2 separate regions of the Capsicum annuum genome follow, and region 1 is linked to region 2. A link is a contact called in public Hi-C data. All regions are on one chromosome and are shown on one strand. The core of a region is the stretch at or near the end of the contact, and the rest is flanking DNA. Distances in the headings are between cores, read along the strand shown. Region 1 holds the start of LOC107867563. Region 2 holds the start of LOC107852746 (14.7 kDa heat shock protein).

What was found. A called contact is a pair of places that touch in the nucleus more often than the background predicts.
Region 1: a contact with region 2 is called in a Hi-C map of leaf, with 4 times the contacts expected there. The contact joins the promoter of LOC107867563 here to the promoter of LOC107852746 in region 2. A contact is called at or near these places in 4 of 5 Hi-C or Micro-C datasets (bud, leaf and pericarp).

Annotation. Positions count from the first base shown.
Region 1 is chr1:9,442,416-9,446,481 of UCD10Xv1.1, reverse strand. LOC107867563 reads right to left here and starts at 1,801. Exons shown (of 17, transcript XR_001673242.2): 1 at 1,611-1,801; 2 at 1,149-1,323; 3 at 443-494; 4 at 306-345.
Region 2 is chr1:10,239,190-10,243,899 of UCD10Xv1.1, reverse strand. It overlaps LOC107852746 (14.7 kDa heat shock protein), which reads right to left and starts at 1,989. Exons shown (of 2, transcript XM_016697789.2): 1 at 1,699-1,989. The coding sequence starts at 1,873.

The DNA of each region.
Region 1 (4,066 bases), core at 552-3,051, 800 kb after region 2:
GCAAATGATAGACACCAAATCAAAGTATCTACTAGACTGATCCTTGCTTTTACCATCAGTAAGTGGAACCTTCAAAATGCAAAAGACAAAAATCCTTGTGAAAGTAAACTACATTCTTTCCAAAATAGCAATGTTTCCATATTACATGGACTGATGGAAACGAAAATATGGAATTCTTCAAAAAAAGCAAGGATGCTTTGAGTTGCAATGCACACATCTAATCAATTGCATACCCAAACTAAAATTAAACCTTTTCAATTCATCAAGAACTAACCAAAAAAGGAAAAAAGCCAAATGAAGCTTACTCTCGTACTCCACCAAAGGCAACGCTGAACTTGAAGGTTCCTGGAACAGAATTGGAACCCAAAAAAATCACTAAACCATAACTAACATGATACTAAACATAAGCAGAGAACACAGCAAATCAAATAGTTCCCATTACCAACACTTCTGCAGTCAATTCTTGATAAGGCTGAGTTGAACTAGCCTCCTTCCTGCATTTCAAATACATAAAGTACATCTCACAACTCCAAATTTCACAAGAAAACTTTTCCTGTTCTGGTGACACCCTAGCTTATTGAAGTGAAAAAGAAAAATCTACTTGATGATTTTAAGATAAACAGAAGATTAAAGCTCCATGTATTTCAATTTATTTGTCTTCCTTTCTTTTTAGTCTTTAAACTTTCAAAAAAAATGTCTCTTTCCTTATTTTGGCAACTCTTTTAACTCTTAACTTTCAAGATGGCATGTTTACGAGCACAAGAGTAAGCGCATTTTGGTACTCCCTCCGTTCACTTTTACTCGTCACATTACGCTTTTCAAGAGTCAAATTGCATGAATTTTGACGAGCATTTTATGATGTATTTTTTCATTATATTAATATGGGAAGTATTGCAACTTATAGTATCTTTCGTATAATTTTCGAACATTGGAATTTTAAATTTAAAATATAAAATTAATCTAATTTAATTTAGCTCTGAAAAATAGTCAAACTGACTCTCGTGAATGAACATGACATGTAAAAGTGAACGGAGAGAGTACATTCTAAAATACTTTTAGTTAAAACGACATAATTCAAAAATCTTTTTTAAACTCTCTATCACGTTAATCAGACAAACAAACAAAAACGAAGAAAGTAATAAAATCACCTCATTTTTGCAATATAATCCTGGTGAGACATAGGCAAATTATTCTCCTCCACTTCATTGTTCTGCTGCACCTTACATTTCCGTTCTCGTCGGCACCGTTTCCTGTTTCCGGTTTTTTCCTCAACGGAATTCGTCTCAACCGGAGGAGCAACGTTACCCGTGACAACATTATAAGCTGCAAAATAGGGAAAAAAAAAACGAATTACTCCATATTAAAGAACAATTAAGAAAATATAACACCTACATAGCTGGCAAGTATCTGTTAGCTAATGGGAGGTTTCAGGTATTTCGTGAGTGATGTAAATTTAATCTAGTTCTATAAAAATTGATCTGGGCACTACGGTTACTTAAAAAAATAGAAAACCTAAATGAAGTGACATATTTCATGATTTGATATATAAAAAGTTGGTTCGAACATTATGATTATAAAAAAAAAAGTAAACAATGAATAAGAATTGAAACCTTGGAGATTTTGAATAGCAGAATTAAGATTGAAGGCTTTGTTGTATGCATAAGAAGGGTTCTTGTAGAAGTTGGTTCGATTCGCCATTTTCTTCTTTTGCCTTTCTGTGATTTTAGCTCAAGATATTAAACTGAAAAAAAGGTGACCAAATGATTTCGCTTGGAAAAGGACCAAAATAGTCCCTAATGTTTGGCCATTAAATTAAAATGGTCCTTTAAATTATAATAAATTCTGTTAGCAAAATTAAAGATAAATTGATCCTTTCGGTCAAAATTAAAGACAAAAATATGCATTTTCCTGTTTTATAAATCTTGATAATTTTACTAGCCGATATTTGAATATAAGCAAATTATTTCTCACCTCTCACTTAATTTTCCAAATTTTATTTTTACTCTTATCAATCTATATCTATATCTATAATCTATAATCTATAATATATTAAAAGTGTGAAGGCCTTTAAAAATATGATTTAAACTTTTTGCCCTTTATTAAAAGTTTTTGCTTTAGATAAAATCGTTTTTTCATTATTTTTTCTAATATTTTATATTTAAGAATTGAAAATTAATTAAATATATTTATGGTAAAACCTTTTCATATTAGAAGCCGTCATAATTAATGACAACTAAAAAAATTTTCATAAAACTATTTAAGTAAACTATATGGTAAGATAAAATAAAACTATTTAAGGAGTTAGTATTATATACCGTAAATAGTATATTAACATTGTGTCTTTAATTTGGTTTGGGGTTTTGAGTAGTTAAAGTTTAGAATTCTTTATACCATACATATATAGAGATCTATAATCTATATTTATCTATAATATATTAAAATTGTGAATGTATATATATATATATATCATCTTTGTTTTTTATTCAAGTTATTTCTTAGGGTCAAAATTTTTGCTCAGACGAGAATTATTTTCATCAAATCAGAAGCTTTCTAACCACTATTGTATTATTTTGTTGTAGTTTACAGGTCGTAAATGAATTTACAGGTGAGCAGAAGCAAGACAGAGTATGTGGAATGTAAGTTTAATGACGTGAGGCGGGAGAACGAGGTAGTAGTGAAGCTGGAAGCACAGGAGGTATGTAAGAGGGATAAGTTCAAGTATCTCGGGTCCGTGATCCAGAGTAACGGTGAGATTGACGAGGATGTCTCGCACCGTATTGGGGCGGGATGGATGAAGTGGAAACTCGCGTCGAGGGTGCTGTGTGATAAGAAGGTGCCGCCCAAGCTTAAAGGCAAATTCTATAGAGTGGTAGTCCGTCCGGCCTTGCTGTATGGAGCGGAGTGTTGGCCAGTTAAGAACTCCCACATCCAAAAAATGAAGGTGGCAGAAATGCGGATGTTGCGCTGGATGTGCGGACTGACTCGAGGGGATAGAGTTCGGAATGAGACTATCCGGGAGAAGGTTGGTGTGACTTCAGTGGAGTGTAAGATGCGGGAAGCACGATTAAGATGGTTCGGACACGTGAAGAGGAGGGGCATGGATGCCCCGGTCCGTAGGTGTGAGAGGCTAGCGTTGGATGGTTTTAGGCGGGGTAGGGGTAGGCCGAAGAAGTACTGGGTTGAGGTGATTAGGCGGGATATGGAACAGTTACAGCTCACCGAGGACATGACCCTAGATAGGAAGGTCTGGAAGACGCGAATTACGGCAGAAGAGTAGGGCCAGATTGGGTCGCTAGTGTAGGGAATTACTTGGTGGGTTTTTTTTTTTTTTTTTTTTTTTTTATTCCCGTTATGATTCCGTATTCAGTGTTCCATGCTTATTACGAATCTGTGTGCTTTCCTCTGCTTTCCTCTGTTTTATATTCCTTATGGGTGCCGTATTTATGTTATGTCATCTGCTTCTGTGCTTTACTATGTGTTTGTGTGATATCTTGTGCCTTGAGCCGGGGGTCTTTCGGAAACAACCTTTCTACTTCATCAGAGGTAGAGGTATGGACTGCGTACATCTTACCCCCCCAGACCCCACTAAGTGGGAATACACTGGGTTTGTTGTTGTTGTTGTAGATGAATGTCGGTAGGCTTTGAGGAATTTTTAAATAAAGGTTAGGTTTAATTGTATTATATTTATATTTCTGAAAAAAAATTTGTGTAAAGATTAAATTTAATTATATTATTTTGATGTCTCTATCATCGTACTGTTTTGTTGCAGTTTATAGGTGGTAAATGAATGTCGATCGGCTTTGACAAACTTTTTCATAAAGGTTAAGCTTAATTAAATAAATTCTCCAAAAGATGTTGAATTAAATTATTGTATTCATCTTTATTATTTAAATAAATATCCTATTTAGTGTATCGTTTGAACTCAATAAAGTGTGGTACACGTAAAGTAGTAATCTGAAAAGTTTGAGAAGATATAGAAAGCAATTCAATCAAAATAATTCTTATATTAAATTGTTTATAATAAACACATCAAAACCTTTAAATGACATTTTATTCTGCATTTAAT
Region 2 (4,710 bases), core at 740-3,239:
ACATTTAACAACATACCTAGTATAATCCCAATTCCCACAACCACAAATGGGGTCTGGGGAGGGGGTAGTGTTTACGCAGACCTTACCTCTACTTTGGAAGGGAGAGAGTTTCCGATAGACCCTCGACTCAAGGAAAACATGGAAAAGCAGTTCGGGAAAAGAACTACGGAAGTGAAGAAGCAAGCCACATCATAAGACTAAGATAACATGACGAAGCAATCTGAAAAAAGAACAATAACTACAACAAAATAATACTATAATCAAAGTAGAAGAAACAGTAACTTTGATATTTAAATGGTAGTAAATAAAAACAACTAGTAGGGCTCAATCTCAAACTAGTTAGGCTGGCTAAAGGAATCACATTTTTTTTTCCCTTTTGGATAACACTGGCATCTGGGCCAGATTTCGTACACCTCAATTTTACCATGAGGGGAGCCTTGGAGTAACTGGTAAAGTTGTTGCCACGTGACTAGGAGGTCACGGGTTCAAGCCTTGGATATAGCCTATGATAGAAATGCAAGGTAAGACTGCGTACAATACACCCCTGTGGTGGGACCCTTCCCTGACCTGCGCATAGCGGGAGCTTTAGTGCACCGGAATGCCCTTTTTCAACTTTACCACCATATAGTTTTGCCTCCCTCAATATAGATATATTGAGTAACTAACTATGCCCGCCGAGACTTAGGCAAGTGAGGAGAAAACGATTATGTGTTTTTGTCTTTGCTAAGATTTGAACCTGGTCTCCAAGGTTTGCAACTTTGCATTCACTTCATGAACCACTACGCTACACCTTTGGATGCTCCAGCCATATACACCATCTATAGAGTTTTGTTAGTAATGGTGGTGTTTTGCCGGCGTCACCTATTCCACCAGATACATGCTACCTCCCAGTAGCGCAGATGCATAGGCACCATGTGACCCTTCTCACCAAAGTTTGCGCAATGTTGACGCAAATGGAGTGAAACCTATAGTTCCATTTTTGGTTTGATCCATACCGCTACTCAATTTCTTTTAGGAAAAATTAGCAAAAACAACATACACAGTGTATTCCCACAAAATCAACGCAATCCATACCACTACTTCAGATGATGTAGAGAGGCTGTTATTCTCTAAATCTCACACCAATTTCTATACTTTAATCGAATCGCTAACAAAACCAAAAAAGACTCTTAACACAAAGTAAATAGAGTTAGATTTTTCAAATGATCACTCCACTAATAGTTCCTCCCTCTATCCCAATTTATAGAGCACAGTTAAAAATTCAAGACTCAAACTTTAAAATTTTGACCGTGAATTCAAACATAGAAGCTTTAAGTTTTTTGACATAAAATCTATATATTTGAAATCTACGTAAAAAAAAAAAAACTATTAATCACAATAATTAATAACTTAAAATATTCAAAAAAATTTCAGTCAAAAGAAAAACTTGGTTTCTCGAAAGTATAGACTACAATCGTGCTACATAAACTAAGACAGACGGAATGTTATCTTAAAAAGTCACTTTTAGCAATAATTAACTGAGTGACCATATGAGAAATCAACCCCACGTAATGTGTCGATAATCAAAGACTCGATACAAAATAGATAATCATCCACTCGATACAAAATAAATATACTACCTAATGTAAATGTACAAATATCATATAACACGAAGCGTAAATAATATCCAAAAAAATGCAAAGTGGATGCATCAATTACTTGGCTCAGTAGATTTCCCGTCCTCGTTGCTCAAGGAATTTGAATCTGTGGTGCTAGTAGAAGAAAAAAGGCGTCTGACTGAAGGTGCAGCAGTAGTAAATTGTGATTTGGAGCTGAGTAATTTGATCAGCGTTGAAGCTCCTGCTGCTTTTCTCACAGTTAGAGCCATTGCCATTTTTTTCCGATTATTGAAACAATATGTTAACTCTCAAGGGTTTTACAGTTTGTTTTTTTTTTTTTTTTTTTTCTGGAAATGGCTTTGATTGAGTTTTCTTTTGCCTTGACCACCAAGTTCAGTCCTATTAGCTACTTGGGCCCAATTTTGGACCATTTGACCCATTTTTAAAGTTTCCGAATAGCTACTTGGGCCTAATTTTGGACCATTTGGCCCATTTTTTAAGATTGTAACTGGATTTGCAAAGTTGAGCTGTATGTCTTTTGGAAACAACCTCTAATCTTCACGAGGTAGTTGTAATGTTTGCACATGTTGTTGTTGTGAGCTCATAAGATTATATATCTAAAAATTACACAAATACACTAAAAATTACACAAATACACAATTTATGTTTCCAATTTAAAGCGTCTACGAATTCTTCAACTAACACTGCAACATTATGTATCTATAGCTATGAATTCTCAGCTACATATTTAAAAATCTTGGCTAATACCTAATAACAAACACACAAATAGAAATTTTGTGGCTAGTTACAATTTCACAAGATTTGTTAGCTACAAAAATCTTCTGATAAAGCTATTTCTTTATTTTTTTGCTATACTTACTAACTATCAAGACAATAATTATCCAAATAGCTACAACTTTATTGCTATGAAAAAATTTATAGCTAATTGTATGTTTTTGTCATGCATTTAATGTTATCGTAGCAATAATAATTCTTTTAGCCACAATAAATTAGTTGAAGCAAAATATTGTAGCTAAATAAATATTTTTGCTTTGAGTTATAATAATTTGTAGCAAAAATTACCCAAATAGCTATAAGTCAATTGCTAGAGTAAAATATTGTAGCTGATTGCAAGATTTTGCCATGCATTTGTTGTTATGATAGCGCTAGTAATCTTTTTTTAGTCACACTAAATTACTTGAAGCAAAAATTTATAGCTAAACAAATGTTTTGGCTTCAAGTTATAATAATTTGTGGTAATAATTATCTGAATAGCTATAAGTTTATTGATACGTTAAAATTTTATAGCTAATAACAAATTTTTGTTGCGTATTTAATGCACCTTTACAATAGCGATCCTTTTTAATTAGAACAAATATTTATTTGAAGTAAATTGTTACAGCCAAATTGATATTTTATTTCAAGTTGTAATAATTTGTGACAGTTTCGAGTTTGATAGTTATAATTATTTGTCATAATGAAATGATATATCCATAATTTTACTGTTGCAATAAATTTTTAGAAAAAATATAAATATTTGTCACGTGTTTGAGGTAATAATATTTTTTTTTCTTTTTAGCAACAACAAATTATTTAAAACAAATGTTACGTCTAAAATAAATTATTCAAATTTTTGTGGCATTAATTGTCAATTATATATTTAAAATAATTTAAATTTTAGTTGTTGTGATTTATAATACTTTTTCTTCTATTCCAATTTAAGTGACACTTATATAATTTCGAGATTCATCCAAATATTTTAAATCTTTTAAATTTTTAAGTTGTTAATTATTGTGATTCATAATTTTTTTTACATATTTTTTTAAAATATATAACGGATTACAAAAAAATAAGACAAACAAATTAAAATGGAGAAAAAAAAATGGAGACAAGAGAAAGGACCAATGAAGTTGTGCCACAACAGACGTGCTAATCTTTAAATTTATTGAGTTTTTAGATTGTGATTTATAATATTTTTATGTATTTTATTTAAATATATAACATATTAAATTTTTGGAAAAGAGATCGGGGGTATCGACTCCCAATTACTGTGCGCGATCGTATACTGAGGTGCTCCCTGCCGGTTGTTGGAACGACGCGAGCCGGGCCGGGTCTTAGATATTTTAAATTGTTAACTATTGTAATTTATAATACGTTTTATGTAATTTTCAAATAATATATGTTACTCTCCCTGTTTAGTTTTTTGTGGCTTTGATAGTCAGTTATATTTTTTAGATTATTTAAATTTTTAATTATTGTGATTTATAAATTCTTTTTCTTTTATTCCAATTTAAGTGGCATGATCCTTATATGATCATAATAATTAATTAGGAGTGATATAGTAAAATCATGATTGGAGTTGTGAAGTAGCCATGTCTTAAATGACTTATAATAACTAATTAGAAGTGATACAACAAAATTACTATAAAAAATACTTGTTAAAAAAAATTTAAGCAGGCCTCATGAAAGACGTCAAATTAATTTAAAACATCAAGAGTTCATTTATTATTTTATGACTATTTTACTTTTTTTTTTACTAAATATTATTAATTTCTTAATACTTAGAAGACTTATAATAATTAATAAGAGGTGATATAATAAAATTACGATTGAAGCAACTGAACTAGATATATCATAAATGTCAATTTTTTTTTATTAAATATTATTAATTTTTTAATACTTAAATAAATTATAGTAATTACTTATTTATGAATGATATAATAAAATCACTACTGAAGCAATTGAAGCAGACAATACAGGCAAACATGTCGATCTAGTCTGCTCCTGCATGTTAACTCCATCTTATTCTATATAGTAATATTGACTTTATCATAACTTATAATTTTTAATATCCATTAAATGATTTTATATGCAAAATACATGATTTTAGAAATAGTTATAGAGTCATTTGTGCATGTCTATTTCTTTTTATTTTTGAAAAAGTAACTATAGTAATTTCTTATATATAAGCACTTATTATTTTATTAAATAAGTACTCATTATTAAAGGTTATGGTGGGATAGTAAATTTTTATTTATTTTTACTAAGATTATGAAGTATGAATTTTGATACACATTAGAATATTAGGACTGAAAAATATCAATCTTAACAA